Linked DNA regions of Mus musculus: regions 2 and 3 are each linked to region 1. Evidence: chromatin contacts called from public HiChIP or PLAC-seq data. All regions are on one chromosome and are shown on one strand. The core of a region is the stretch at or near the end of the contact, and the rest is flanking DNA. Distances in the headings are between cores, read along the strand shown. Region 1 overlaps Gm37896 (a long non-coding RNA gene). Region 2 has its middle 54 kb from the start of Gm36388. Region 3 has its middle 33 kb from the start of Gm36388.

Region 1 (4,249 bases), core at 932-3,431:
ATAAATTATCTGCTTGCAGGGTTTATTCTCACCTTCCCTGACTCAGATTCTCAACACCCTGCCTAACACTTACAAAAGAAAAATTGCTTTTTTTTTTTTTTTCAAATTAAATCCTGAGATGGAAGGAAGGAATAGTGGACAAAGAGGTTATTGGTAATCCATGAAAACTTTTCCATGAAAACTTCTGGCATATTCATCCTGTGTTCCACTTTTAAGTTTCTCATGAAGTTTCTTAAAACACAGACTTTAATTAAAGTGAAAAGTTCAGGAGACCAGCTGTCTACTTTCACGTGGTCTTTTGAGAAATATTTGGCCTACAAATATATGTGGCACATAATGTTTTAAGATTGAGTTACTCATTTATGGAATAAAATAATTTTTAATATTAACACTGTCCATTCGGGGAGGCAATTGATATGTGAGTTAAAAGGCCTTATCTATGAGGGACCCTGCCTTAAAATAGCAACAAAAATATTTTTTCCAGGTGTATCCTGAAGATACTAATAGGATTTATGTATTACTTAAACAATGTTATTCTTCTCAAAAGAATATACCAGATAGAAGAAGGAGAAGAAGGAGAAGAAGGAGAAGAAGGAGAAGGAGAAGGAGAAGGAGAAGGAACAAAGAAACAAAGAAAGCAGAATTGGAAGATTTCACTTAGAAATATGTTGTTGGCTTAAATTGGAAAAACTCAAACTCCAAAGACAGATGTTGAATTAAAAATTTTTTTCCGATTAGTACCGATTCTGCACTATTTGAAATTAGTTATTCACCTAACCAATGCTCTTGGCTCCAGCCCTAGGATCAGAATTTGAATTTGCTCTAAGCATGTGCAGTTCCACAGATCCAGGTATGGATGTCAGACAAGCTTCAGCTTAGCTCTTCCCTTCTTATGGTGCGATCAAGCATTTAGTCTCTTGAAACGTTCAACTAGTGGGCAGAGAGATGCCTCACGGGTAATGTGTTGCTGTGCAGTGTGAAGACCTGGGGTCAGAGCTTGTGTAGATCAGGATGAGTCACTATGCCTCTGCAATCCAGGCTACACACATGCACACACACATGCACATGCACACACCAACCAGTACAAAGCCAAGAAAGCAACGATATTTATTAGGTATAAGCATGCCTGAGTAGCCTGTGGTGTGGCAACTGTTAGTTGCTTCTGAAGGACAGGAACATTCTTGTGTGTGTGTCAGGTAACCTTGGCCACACACCTCGGTCCTCCAAAGATCCACATCATGTCACAACTAAGTGTTGGCAGTAATTTCTTGCACCTCACAGGACCAGAATCAAACCTATGTAAGTTTGATAAAACATCAGAGACACCATAACTCATGTCCTGTTGCTCCAAGGAAGGAACTTACTATTTCTGCTTTGCAAAAGATGTTGTCTTTGGTTTCTGCAGACATTTTTTTCCCCCTGAGACAGGGTTTCTCTGTATATCCCAGGCAATCCTGGAACTCACTCTGTAGACCAGGCTGGCCTTGAACTCAGAAATCCACCTGCCTCTGCCTCCCAAGTGCAAGAATTGAAGGCATGCGCCAACTCTGCCCCGGTTCTCCAGCCCTTTTAAAGAATGAGTTATATTACTTTGTTACATGCTCTACAATCCAGAAGATGCCCCGCCACACTTACTTCCTTTTCATCTTAATTATTCTGCTTCTGCTTTAATCTGATTGTGTTGGTTGTTTCATTTTCTCCTTGCTATGGTTTGAATGTTGAAATGTCTCACACAGAGTCAGGGAGCGATGGCTCAGTGAGTAAAGGGACTTGCATGTGGGTCTGATAAGTCTTCAGTCTGGATCCCAGAAGGAGACAGGAGAGAAGCTGTTCCAGAGAGTTGTACTTCGACCTTTCCATGCAGTCTGCCCCCTTCCTGGTAAATAGATAGATAGATAGATAGATAGATAGATAGATAGATAGATAGATAAATAAAACTTGCACTATCCCACAGTACTTGTCTCACGTACTTGTCCATAGCTGGTAGCAGTTTGGGAAGCTATAGACCTCTGAGAAGTGAAGTCTCACAGGAGGAAGAGAGTCACTGGGGATAGAGTTGAGGTTTTTAGGCCAGCCCAGATCCCTGTCTACTTTCTTCTTCTTCATTCCCCAAGATGTGAGCAAGCAACCTCAGGGTTCTGCTGCCTCAGGTGGGAGCCACTCCTGCTGCTGTGCTTTCCCCATCATGGTGGACTATACCCTCAAACTGTGAGACAAAAACCTAAACTAAACCAAAAATAAAACTACCGAAAAACCGAAAAACTCTTCTTCCCTTGACTTTCAACTTGTTAGATGTTAGGTCATGGCAGGCAACAAGAACAGAACCTGACACAGTCCTCCTTTTGAAGATATTTAAGATAATCAGTCCACCCCAAGAATTACCTGACAGATCTAGATGGAGTTCTAACATGGCAAGAAGTATGAGAAATGGCTGACTTTGTAATGACCATTGACATGGAATGACCATTGCTCATTACATGCTAGCAAATATCAAAGGCCCCAGACATTGGATGGGTTGGTAACATTTACCCAGCTTACAAAGGACAGAATGAAGACCCACACAGAACAGATCAGTCCTTGAGTTTCACTTTGCCCGAATTGGCCTACCTTACTGCCTCTAATCAATCAATCTTTCAAATTTCCTCACTGTCATTTCCATGTCTACAACTTCAAGGAGCCCACATGAGTGAAGTAACAGGATTGTGCCAGAGTGTCTTCCCACTTCCAAGAAGCATTCAGATAGGAAGCCAAGTGTTCCTGAGAATTCTTTTCTACACATCTCCACAAAGTTGTTACTGGGAAAGGGCCATAACTAGCATACACATCTCAATTTCCCTAGTTAACAACAGCTTGGGAATGGGCAGTAACCTGAGTGCTTTGCATACATAAAGCCTTAGATTTGATCTCTAGAATTGCATGCCTGTAATCCCAGCTTTTGGGAGGTGGAGGCTGGAAGATATCGAGGTCAGAGCCATCCTCAGCTACACAGTTCAAGGCCAGCCTGGGCTACATGAGACCCTGTTTCAAAAATAAACAACACCCCCCCCCAAAGAAAACTAAGTTAATTAGAATATGATTAATAACAATTACTATAATTGTTTAATAAGTTACTTAATTCAACATATATTAATACAGTTACTTAAGTTAATTAGCATATGGCTATAAGTAGCAGATACAGATTTTAGTTGGGTGTACCTTATGAAGCATTATTTTTTTCAGCATAGTATTTTTATTGATTCTTTGGGAATTGCATATCATACTTCTTGATTACACTCACTTCCCAGTCCTTCCATGACCCCTCTCCATCTTTGTGATCCCCCAAGCCCCAAAGTTCAATTTGTGTTATTTATATACTCACCGGAGCATGGTCAAACTCTCAGTGTCTGCCCCTCAAATAGAGCAGAGTTCCCTTCCTGTGTCTCACACCCAGAAGCCAATCATTGTGGTGAGCTACACTTCAGCATCCCTATCACACCCCTATCCCTACTCTTTTTTGGTGGCTTCCTGCCTAGGCTATTACTTTTGGGGGAGGTAGGTGTTGCCACAGAAGCCTTCCATGATCCTCCCTCCTAACTGTGCATCTGCAGTCATGTGTATCACAGCAAACATGGTCTGTACTGCAGCACAGTTAGCGGGAGCACGGGTCATGGGCTTTCACATGGCTTCTGGCTGCAGCACAGACCACGGACATCCTCATGGCCTCTGGTGGTGACATGGGCTGCACATCAACACAGATCCCAGCTTCAATTGGACCACAGACCCAGGACCACAGACCCAGACATGGTCATTGTTCTGGGTCTGAGCGTGTGTCTGCATAAGCTCTCAGGTCCTGCACACTGCCCCCGCCAACCACACAGGGCAGATCACCTCAGCCCTCGCTCACACCTGACACCATGATCATGTCTCTGGCTCCACCTCTCTCTCTCCACAGCACATGCACAGCTCCACTCTTCCATTTTCCACTCTCCTCACACATTCGTTCTTGAGTGGTTTCTGCCAGGCACAATCCCCTGCATCTCCTGCCCATGTGAGCGAAAGGTGGGATCCCGGTCACCCTGGATAGCTTCCAAGTGTTCTTAGATACTAGTTATTTATCACTTATGTGATTTGAAAATATTTTCTCTCTTTCTCAGTCTGGGGCTTACCTTTTTATTTTTCTTAACTGGTCTTTCAGTAGAAGTTTTACTTTTTAAGGGGTCAATTTAGATTTTTTCTTCTGTTGTGGATTATGATTTTTGATTTAGATTTT
Region 2 (4,249 bases), core at 866-3,365, 240 kb after region 1:
GGTGGGGCATGGTTGGCTTTGAAGAGGCTCATTCAGAACACAAGAGAGTGGTTCTCACCCTTCCTAACGCTGTGACCCTTTAATACAGTTCCTCATGTTGTGATGACCCCAATCATAAAATTATATCGTTGCTTCTTTATAACTGCAATTTTGCTACTGTTATGAACCCTAAAGTAAACAGCTGATATGCAGGATATCTGCTATGCCACCCCTGTAAAAGGGCTCTCAATACCCCCACAAGGGGCCCACACCCACAGGTTGAGAACTCCTGGGAGAGACACTTGACAGTCAACAGCAGAATCTTCTCTGGAGTCAGTAGCACCATGTGCCCTGGAGTTGGGTAACTTCATACATAAACCCATGTGCTACACTCGTTTCTATCGTTGGTTGATTTGCCACTGGGTGAACTTTTTGGAAATTGAAAAATATTCTTTGCCAGTTTTGATTTTGTCAGGCAAGCTACTTGTACATTTGGTAATGAGATTCTTGAAAGTTGCTCTCCCAGACAACATAAAACCCGAACCAAATATTTTCTCTCAGGATTCTCTTGGAAGGAGTTACGTTTTGCTGGGTACTGAAGTATTGTGAGTCCAGCTAACAGGCCAACAAGCTTAAGGTATCTGGGTGTTTCTGGCCTCCACGGGAGTCTCCGGCTAAGATGTCACCTGATATTCTTGTCTGCAGGTAGAACGAAGGCTCTGCTTCCCTTGTGGGTTCACTCAGCCTTTCTATTTTCTGCAAAGCCTTCACAGTGGAAGACACCAGATATCCACCCTCAGTGTTTCCGGTATGGGTCTCTAAGGCCTTCCTGGTCTGTGTGCAGAGTGCTAGGGTTAGCAGAGGCTAAGTTAATTCTTTCACAGACTCCAAATAAGATGCTGGGGAACCAGGTCCATCTCCCGTTGTGGATTCTATCAACAGGACTTCTCTGTGATGATGAAGATGAGAAGGGGAAGACGGGAATTCTAGAGTTGTATCCAGAAGCCAATACTCGCCACTGGGCGTCCGCATTTCTTGATTCACATTCTAGAAGAAAGGGATATAGGTCTGTGGACTGTTACTTGTTCTCATATCTAATTCCCAAAGTAAGACTTAGTTTAGACGCCATGATAACTTAGAGAGACATGAAGTGGCTACAGGATGAAGGGCAAATGACCCTGTATACAGGGAAGCCTTCTTTCGTTCACCCAGCTGTCGAAACTCACATGCTCCCCTGTGTTCCCGCCTTCCTTGATTTTGTTGTGCTTTTAGCCCAAGGTTTTGGTGAAATTCCCTAAACTGGAAAGTCAAGAGCCACCTCACATGGCCCTGTCTTCTGCTCCCTACACCTCCCCTTCTCCACTGTAGGCTGAGGGTGGCTCTAGAACTTTCTCTGCCTCATGTCTAGTTTTAACTCTAATTTAATGGTGTGGTTTGTGGCTCTCTGCTTTGCAGTTTGAATTCCTGTCTAAATACTAAAATCTATTGTTGGTCTCCACTTCTAGACAACATAATTGGGTTGCTAACTGGCACAGGCAATTAAGTGTACAGCCATACAAGTGGGAGAAAGGTTCCAGGCCCCTGATTTGACAGAACTTCTAATTATACTGAGTTGGCTGTGGAAGGCTGGTAAGGACTGAAGAATGCTTGCGACAGAGTAGAGTGTCAGGAGACTGTCCGGTCGGTTCAGTGGGCCTTGGGTACGCTGTTCTTCTCTCCTGGGACCATAATCACCAAACAAAAAAGATCTGTGCCATTACTTCTGTTTGTAACATGCATTCAAACCATCTTCCTTTCTTTTGGGGCATTGGAGGTCATGACAAAATTGTTTCCCGGGGTTTTCCAAGAATAACTATAGTTATTAGGAAGTTGTTTTAGAGGGCAGCACGTTATGGGATCAGGATTAAACATGAAGCTTTGTGGTCAAATATTTTTTTTAATTGCCTATACTATAAAATTGTTATCTTCACAGGTGTATCTTTCAACTGCTCTTTAGCGGACTCAGCCTGTAGTAAAACCAAGAAAATAAAAGGATGTTGCATGATTAGAGAAAATCAGCCGTTAGATAAACCCGTTTGACTCTGGGTGTGGGGTTATCTAGCAGCAATGGGCATTTCTCCAGCAGCAGTGTTCTCTGGGAATATTTTTCTTTCACTATTCTTAAGGGATTGTAGGCTGCTTGGATGGAACACTATATGGCAGGCTACAAAGTGAAAGTTGCTTATGATCAACATGACTTTTGTAGGGGGAGGGGGGGCTACTGATCCCTTAAGTGGCTTTGCCCCCGAAGCTTTCCCATAAAGAGCCCTCACATTATATATAAGCCACGTACGTGGTGAGCTATAAAACATCCCACCTTTCCAGCCAGACTCAGGCCAGAGGCTCTGCACAATTATCAAAAGCCTCCCCTAAACCCACAATCCTTTGCAAAGAAGTAACTTGTCCCAGGTTCTTGCACATTTTCTGGGGCCTTTAGTTAACAACAAGTGGGGTCTTTAAAGCTCTCGCCTTGTGCAGGGTCCTCTGTCCGTGTGTCTTGTGTGGTTATTAGGCTCTGCTGAGCTGAATGGAAATGAAGTCTTTCTTGGCATGTCTTCCTGTGCCTTAAAGGGAAAGATGCTTCTGTCGCCCCACTTGGCCAATGGGCTGGATCAGGGAGAGAGGCACCTGTCAGTTTCTTTTCATGCTACCAGCTCAGATCGGAATTAAATCAGGAGTTGCAGAAAGTTCTCTGGGGCTCAGTGGCAGGGCAAGATAAGAGGTCAGAGAGACTAAAGACAAAGTGTGAAATCCCCAGAAACAGCCTAGCTCGCTGAGGAAGAGTGGGGCAAAGGTCGTCTGCTGTGCAGGATCACGGCTTGAGCTTCTTCTGTTTTACTAGAATTTTCCTTTTCCAGCTGTCTCTTCTCATCTCAAACCATGTATTATTCTGAATGAGAATATTAGTTAAAAGTAATTAATAGAGAGACACAGGACTGGGTACTACATGGTAGTATGACGATTAATGTTTTTCCATACATTAAGTATTTTCTAGACATTACCATGGCTCACGCTGTAAATACTGCATTGGTATGGCAACCATTCATACGTATTTTCAGGACTCTCAGCATTGATTGTTTCTGGAACCTTTGGAGAGGTGATGTTTTGTTTGTAGCATTGGACATGGAACCTTAGGCAAGTGTTCTACCACTGAGCTACCTACTACCCAATGTCTGGTCCTGGGTCCTATAATCGCCATTTATAGAGGACTTGTCTCTATATGTGCATGTAGCAAGCAGGAAGAAAGAACACTAGTATTTGAAAATCACTGACATAGAGTTGTACTAATCCTAATCTTAGGACATCCTTCTCGATGACTTTCGCCACTCTCCTTGTCCATAAGCCCAGTCATTTTCTTGTATACTTATATACACCTCTCTCTCTCTCTCTCTCTCTCTCTCTCTCTCTCTCTCTCTCTCTCTTTATGCTGTGTATTGATTCACTCTAGAAGGTAGAGCTAAAAGTCCTGGACTAGATTTTTATCTAAAAAAAAAAAAAAAAAAAGCTTTATTCTTGGCTGCAGTTACTTGAAATAGATGTCACCCTACTGGGCTTTTATTTTTTTAATGACTGAAAACTGGCTAAATTCTCTCTCTGGGAACATATGCTAAGTAAGCCAGGCCTTGTTTTCATAAAACAAAAGTATCCTGTGGACACCTGCTCTCCATCCCCTGGAGTTGTTACTATGTGTTTTAAACCTGGAAGATGCTACAGGCTCCTGAGCTGACCACCCACCCCCCTTTGCCATCAGGACTTTTTCTCTCAGAACCTCAGGTCTTCAACTTTCAGGGTCTCTGACAAGGGAAGTTAGAAGACAAGAAGAGATTTAAAACACACCTGCACTGCAGAGCAACCATGCAGGAATATGGGTGTTGATTCTTAGTGTCTGAGTGGATGTGGGCATGCTACTATATTTCCTCAGACAGGAAGTGGAAAAGGAGGCTTTAAAATCTGTCTCTGTTGCAGTTTGGCTAACCTCAAAAAAGACACCCAACCTCAAAGTTTGCTCATTTACAGTAAAACTGGGGTCATCACAGTAACTACATCACAGGGCTTGAGAAAATGGAGGCAAGCAATAGGTAGACGCCAAGAATGGTTTGGTATTAGTGTTGTCCTTCCATTCTCTATTCCTAGGAAGAAAGGGATGAGGTGTGTGGAAGGAGATGCAGAAGATGATAAGATTAAAGTGGCTCAGGGGAAAGACAAAGTAATGCTTTGTCTCTGGACTCCT
Region 3 (4,249 bases), core at 1,201-3,700, 220 kb after region 1:
GGACTAGCAATGCCACTCCCCCTTTCTGTGCATACTGTGGTCAGAGTTCAGTCATGCAGACCTTTTAGGAACAAGGGAAGCTGGGAACCGTAGTGTACCTGAGTGCCCAGGGAGAAATAGAAATAGAGTTTGGTGAGCCAAGTGTCTCCTGTGGTGAGGAAATGAGCCAAAGGGAGGAGGAAAACGTTAGTAGGGCAGAGAGGGCATTTCGGCCAGAAATGAATTGCATAAAGACTATACGTGGAGGGACAGCTCCCTCTCTGTCAACCATTGAGATTCAGCCATCAAGGCAGAGGTTTATAAAAATTAAATAAATAAATAAAAGCAGCGGTGCATGCAGGATGTTTGGAAGAATGCTTGCTTAGGATGTGTGAAGCCTTGGGTTTGCTCCCCAGCATGGTGGCCATAAACCTGGCACGGCGGCACGGTGGCACGGTGGCACGCGCCTGTGATCCCAGCAATTAGGAGGTAGAGACAGGAGGGTCAGAATCTCAGGGTCATCCTTGGCTATAGTGAAAGCTTAGGGCCAGCTTGTGATGCCTGAGATCCCATCTCTACAACGAGGCAGAAATCAAACACTAATCTGTGCCGAAGGGCTGAGAATGGAAAAACAAACCAGAGGATGAGTATGGAAAATGGAGAGAGCTGTTGGTGTCATTGGAGCATCACATGTGGTCAGAGAAGGAGACCATCATGGCCTCCTTCAAAGAACTCGAGCTTTATTTCTATATGAAAGCCTGGGCGGGAGGTGGAGGGGATTCATGGTTTATGAACAAGAGAGTGCTATCACCGAACTCCTTAGAAAGATGGTCCCGAGTCCTCGTTGTCACCAGTCATGCCTTTGCAATTGAAACAGCCTTCATTCACACACCTAGTTACTAAAAGCTACAGCAAACTGTTTTTACCTCTGCAGGCACTCATCTCAATCATGCTTATTCGGAAAGCTCCTGCTAATGTGCTACCCTCTTGACCCAGTGTCTGCACGAGTTCTATAAATTCAGACTTGAAGTGCAATTTCGGACCCAACAGGGCTGTGTTGTTCAAGTATCATAATCGATGGTTGCATCTCCCTTCGAAGCTCATCAAGCCACCTCTTTTGACATTGAATTCTCCTCTGTCGTCCCCCCTCCCCCAATCCTTGGCCTTTCTTTGCCTCTTGTGTCTCTTTATTTGTGAAGGCATGGTATGTTATGGCCAGGCGTCCTTATAATAATCATAGTAACCATGCATTTAGGGTTGTTGAGTGTGTTACTACCTAAATAGACACTGTTTTAGCAAGGACTAGTTATAGGAGGAGGTAATGCAACCCTCTCAGGGCAAGACTATTTCTCTTTTATTAGAAGGTATCTCAACATGTTGCTGGGTGCCTTTTTGCTTGGAGTTGCAACTTAGAACATTGTCACATAGATCCTGTTCTGTCTTTTATTCTAATGTATGTTAAAGTGTTTTCCCATGCATATAACTGTTCTTATGTGTGGTGGCAAATGTGAGTGTATGTGTGTGTGTGTGTGTGTGTGTGTGTGTGTGTGTGTACTTGTAGAAGTCAAAGGATGACATTAAGTGTCTTCCTTGGTCACTCTCTACCTTATATGTTGAGATAGGGTCTCTCACTTGAACCCAGAGATAACTGAACCAGCAACCAGCTTGTTCCAAGAGTCCTTTGTCTCCTCTTTTCAAGGGCTGTGATCACAAGCAGGCTGCCATGCTGGCTTAGCCTTTATGTGGGTGCTAAGGATCAAATCTCCAGTTAGTCCTCACAGTTACACAGCACCTTACCCACCAAGGCGTCTTCCTAGCCCCCTGTCCTTTTGAGTTGATGCCCTCAAATTGAGAACATTTCAGAAAATGACCCCAAGTGTTGTCCCAGACTTGACGTGGGCATTTCTGCATCTTGCCAAAAGCCCATGCGATGTTAAACGTGAAGGCAAATGAAATGTGCATCTTCCTCAGAGAACGTGCGGTTGGTCTGGCATTTCTGCTCCCCCGGTATGACCTTTAGAAGGAAATATGATCGATAGCCGGTTGGATCCTCTCTACTCTGCCTGTCAAGGTCCAGAAGGGAGAAGTGAATAGGTTTTGATGAAAAGGACCTCTAATGGATAAGTGCAAACTTAGAAGAAAAAAAAATAGTCCTCCCCCACAATAACTTCCAGAAGGTTCTACAGCACACAATATACAAAGACTGGCACTTTTTTTTTTTTCCCACTTTGGGCATCTGCTATCTTTGCCTAGCTCAACATTCCAGTGAGGGATTTTATTATTATTATTTTCTAGAGCTTAAAACTGAACATGTCAGCAGTGAGCAGCCACCCAGCTTTGTAAGGAACGGCACGGCTGACAAGCTCGCAGCTGCTGAGGACTGGGCTGAGCCCTTCTGGTACAGCAGGCTGTACACAAGGGCCTTTGTGCCACAGGGCCTACCAGAGAGGCTACAAATGCCCTGACTCTTGGCAAACCAGGACAAGCCCTCCCTCCCATGTTAGGCAAAGTCTGGTGATAACAGCCAGTCCACCAGTGGCTCTCGAAAGAGCACAAAGAGTTTCTTCTTCCTCAGTTTCATTCTTTACAAAAGCCACCATGTTTCAGGGGCAAGGCCAAAACATTTATTTAACAGGCCACTCAGATTATTTAGAACTAAATAAGGAGTTTTGGTAACATCCAAGCATCCTGCCTAGTGTTCCTGAATAACCTGTAGGTGCCTGTGAGAATTACGTACAGGAACTGCATGCTTTTCTAGTGATTTGTATTCGATTTGGTAAAATGCATTAGAACGTGTAGTTTTAAAGTGATCAAGGAGGGAGGGAGGAAGAGAAAAGAAATGGGTCTCTTCTCGCTCTCTGAGTTTATTGGTGACTAAAGATGCCTGTTTCATGGAGGGTGGCTCAAGATATGACATTCTTATCCAGTTGCCTCCAATTGCTTGTGATAAACCACTTAAGAAATTCCCTTTATTCTTAATCATATCCATTAGTCAAAATTTCACCTGGTTATCTTCTGTAAATTCTTAATGCCCTTGAGCAAGTCAAGAACTAGTCAGTGAAGTCCAGGAACTTAGGCTTATTCAGAGAATTGATGGGCATTGAATTGGACACATTGTCAACAGCCTGGTTTTGGATACACACAGATGTCTCCCTCTCCCTCTCCCTCTCCCTCTCCCTCTCCCTCTCCCTCTCCCTCTCCCTCTCCCTCTCCCTCTCCCTCTCCCTCTCCCTCTCCCTCTCCCTCTCCCTCTCCCTCTCCCTCTCCCTCTCCCTCTCCCTCTCCCTCTCTTTCATGTTTTTACATATCATTTTAGAAACAACAAGGTGGGGGGGGGGGGCGTGAGACAGAATCACATTCTAATGTGAACATAATGTTTGGTTTCTACTCAAGACATAAAGAGTTCACACAGGACCACACAGGAATGATGGCGATTCCTTTGGTCTTGGGACCCATTCTGTCACCATGAAATGTATTGGCTTCAAGGCTGCCCAAAGACCCTCTAGATATGAAGAACTCAATCTTAAAAACCTACCTATGAACTGGGAGGTGGTGGCGCATGCCTTTGATCCCAACACTTGGGAGGCAGAGGCAGGCAGATTTCTGAGTTCAAGCCCAGCCTGGTCTACAGAGTGAGTTCCAGGACAGCCAGGGTTACACAGAGAAACCCTGTCTCGAAAAAACAAAACAAACAAAAAAACTACCTATGGGAAGTCATCTTGGTTAATGCTGGGGCAACTTCTAAAGTTGCCTAAACGCTTAAATAGTTTTAAAATTCAGTCTCTAGAATACTAGGTGTATTCCCATTTTACATACTTAGTTTCATCTCCCTCCTTCATTGAGAGAGCTTCCTCTCTTTTGTCACTGTTGTTTCTTAGAACTTCTGTGCATCTCCTAAGTGGGGGACAGGACTCCCCGATGGGTGTTTTCTTGCACAAATCCATTCAGCTGTAAAAAAAAAAAAAAAAAAAAAAAAAGCATGGTCAGGAGCTAAGCCAGGGGTTTTATCTCTGAGGCCAAACTTCTTCCATGTAGCTCATTTCTCTCTCACCCCCTGATATATAAAATGGAGGTATGACTGGATCAGGAGCACAAGAAAGGAATGGTCCATGCCAGTGGGCATCCACTCACTCATAACCATTGCCCTTTTACTTTGAGGCTCTAACAGATGGAAAATTATTTGGAGGTTGCAGTCACAGCAAAAACACTGTTGGCGCCCTCTTGGGTTTTGCCTGGAGAAGCCCAAGAAGCCTGTTTCTTATAATTAGAA

The links. HiChIP or PLAC-seq counts read pairs in DNA pulled down with a chosen protein or histone mark.
Region 2: an H3K4me3 HiChIP or PLAC-seq map of the SCID.adh cell line shows a contact between it and region 1, with 16 read pairs. The contact joins two enhancer-like sites. A contact is called at or near these places in 2 of 484 Hi-C or Micro-C datasets (cerebral cortex and nephron progenitors) and 2 of 115 datasets of contacts at active chromatin or transcription factors (the SCID.adh cell line and embryonic stem cells).
Region 3: an H3K4me3 HiChIP or PLAC-seq map of the SCID.adh cell line shows a contact between it and region 1, with 14 read pairs. The contact joins two enhancer-like sites. A contact is called at or near these places in 4 of 484 Hi-C or Micro-C datasets (embryonic stem cells, liver, nephron progenitors and 1 more) and 1 of 115 datasets of contacts at active chromatin or transcription factors (the SCID.adh cell line).

The regions. Positions count from the first base shown.
Region 1 is chr1:187,462,045-187,466,293 of GRCm38.p6, forward strand. It overlaps Gm37896 (a long non-coding RNA gene), which reads left to right. Exons shown (of 3, transcript XR_865841.3): 3 at 548-737. Among named protein-coding and RNA genes, the nearest start is that of Gm37896, 16 kb to the left of the region's middle. Within about 2 kb of position 2,182, at least 1 of the 459 cell types and tissues checked has an H3K27ac peak or open chromatin away from gene starts, as enhancers often do. A contact at or near this core is called in the SCID.adh cell line, where this site is marked.
Region 2 is chr1:187,703,551-187,707,799 of GRCm38.p6, forward strand. It overlaps a transcript of Esrrg not described here. Among named protein-coding and RNA genes, the nearest start is that of Gm36388, 54 kb to the left of the region's middle. Within about 2 kb of position 2,116, at least 6 of the 459 cell types and tissues checked have an H3K27ac peak or open chromatin away from gene starts, as enhancers often do. A contact at or near this core is called in the SCID.adh cell line, where this site is marked.
Region 3 is chr1:187,682,316-187,686,564 of GRCm38.p6, forward strand. It overlaps a transcript of Esrrg not described here. Among named protein-coding and RNA genes, the nearest start is that of Gm36388, 33 kb to the left of the region's middle. Within about 2 kb of position 2,451, at least 14 of the 459 cell types and tissues checked have an H3K27ac peak or open chromatin away from gene starts, as enhancers often do. A contact at or near this core is called in the SCID.adh cell line, where this site is marked.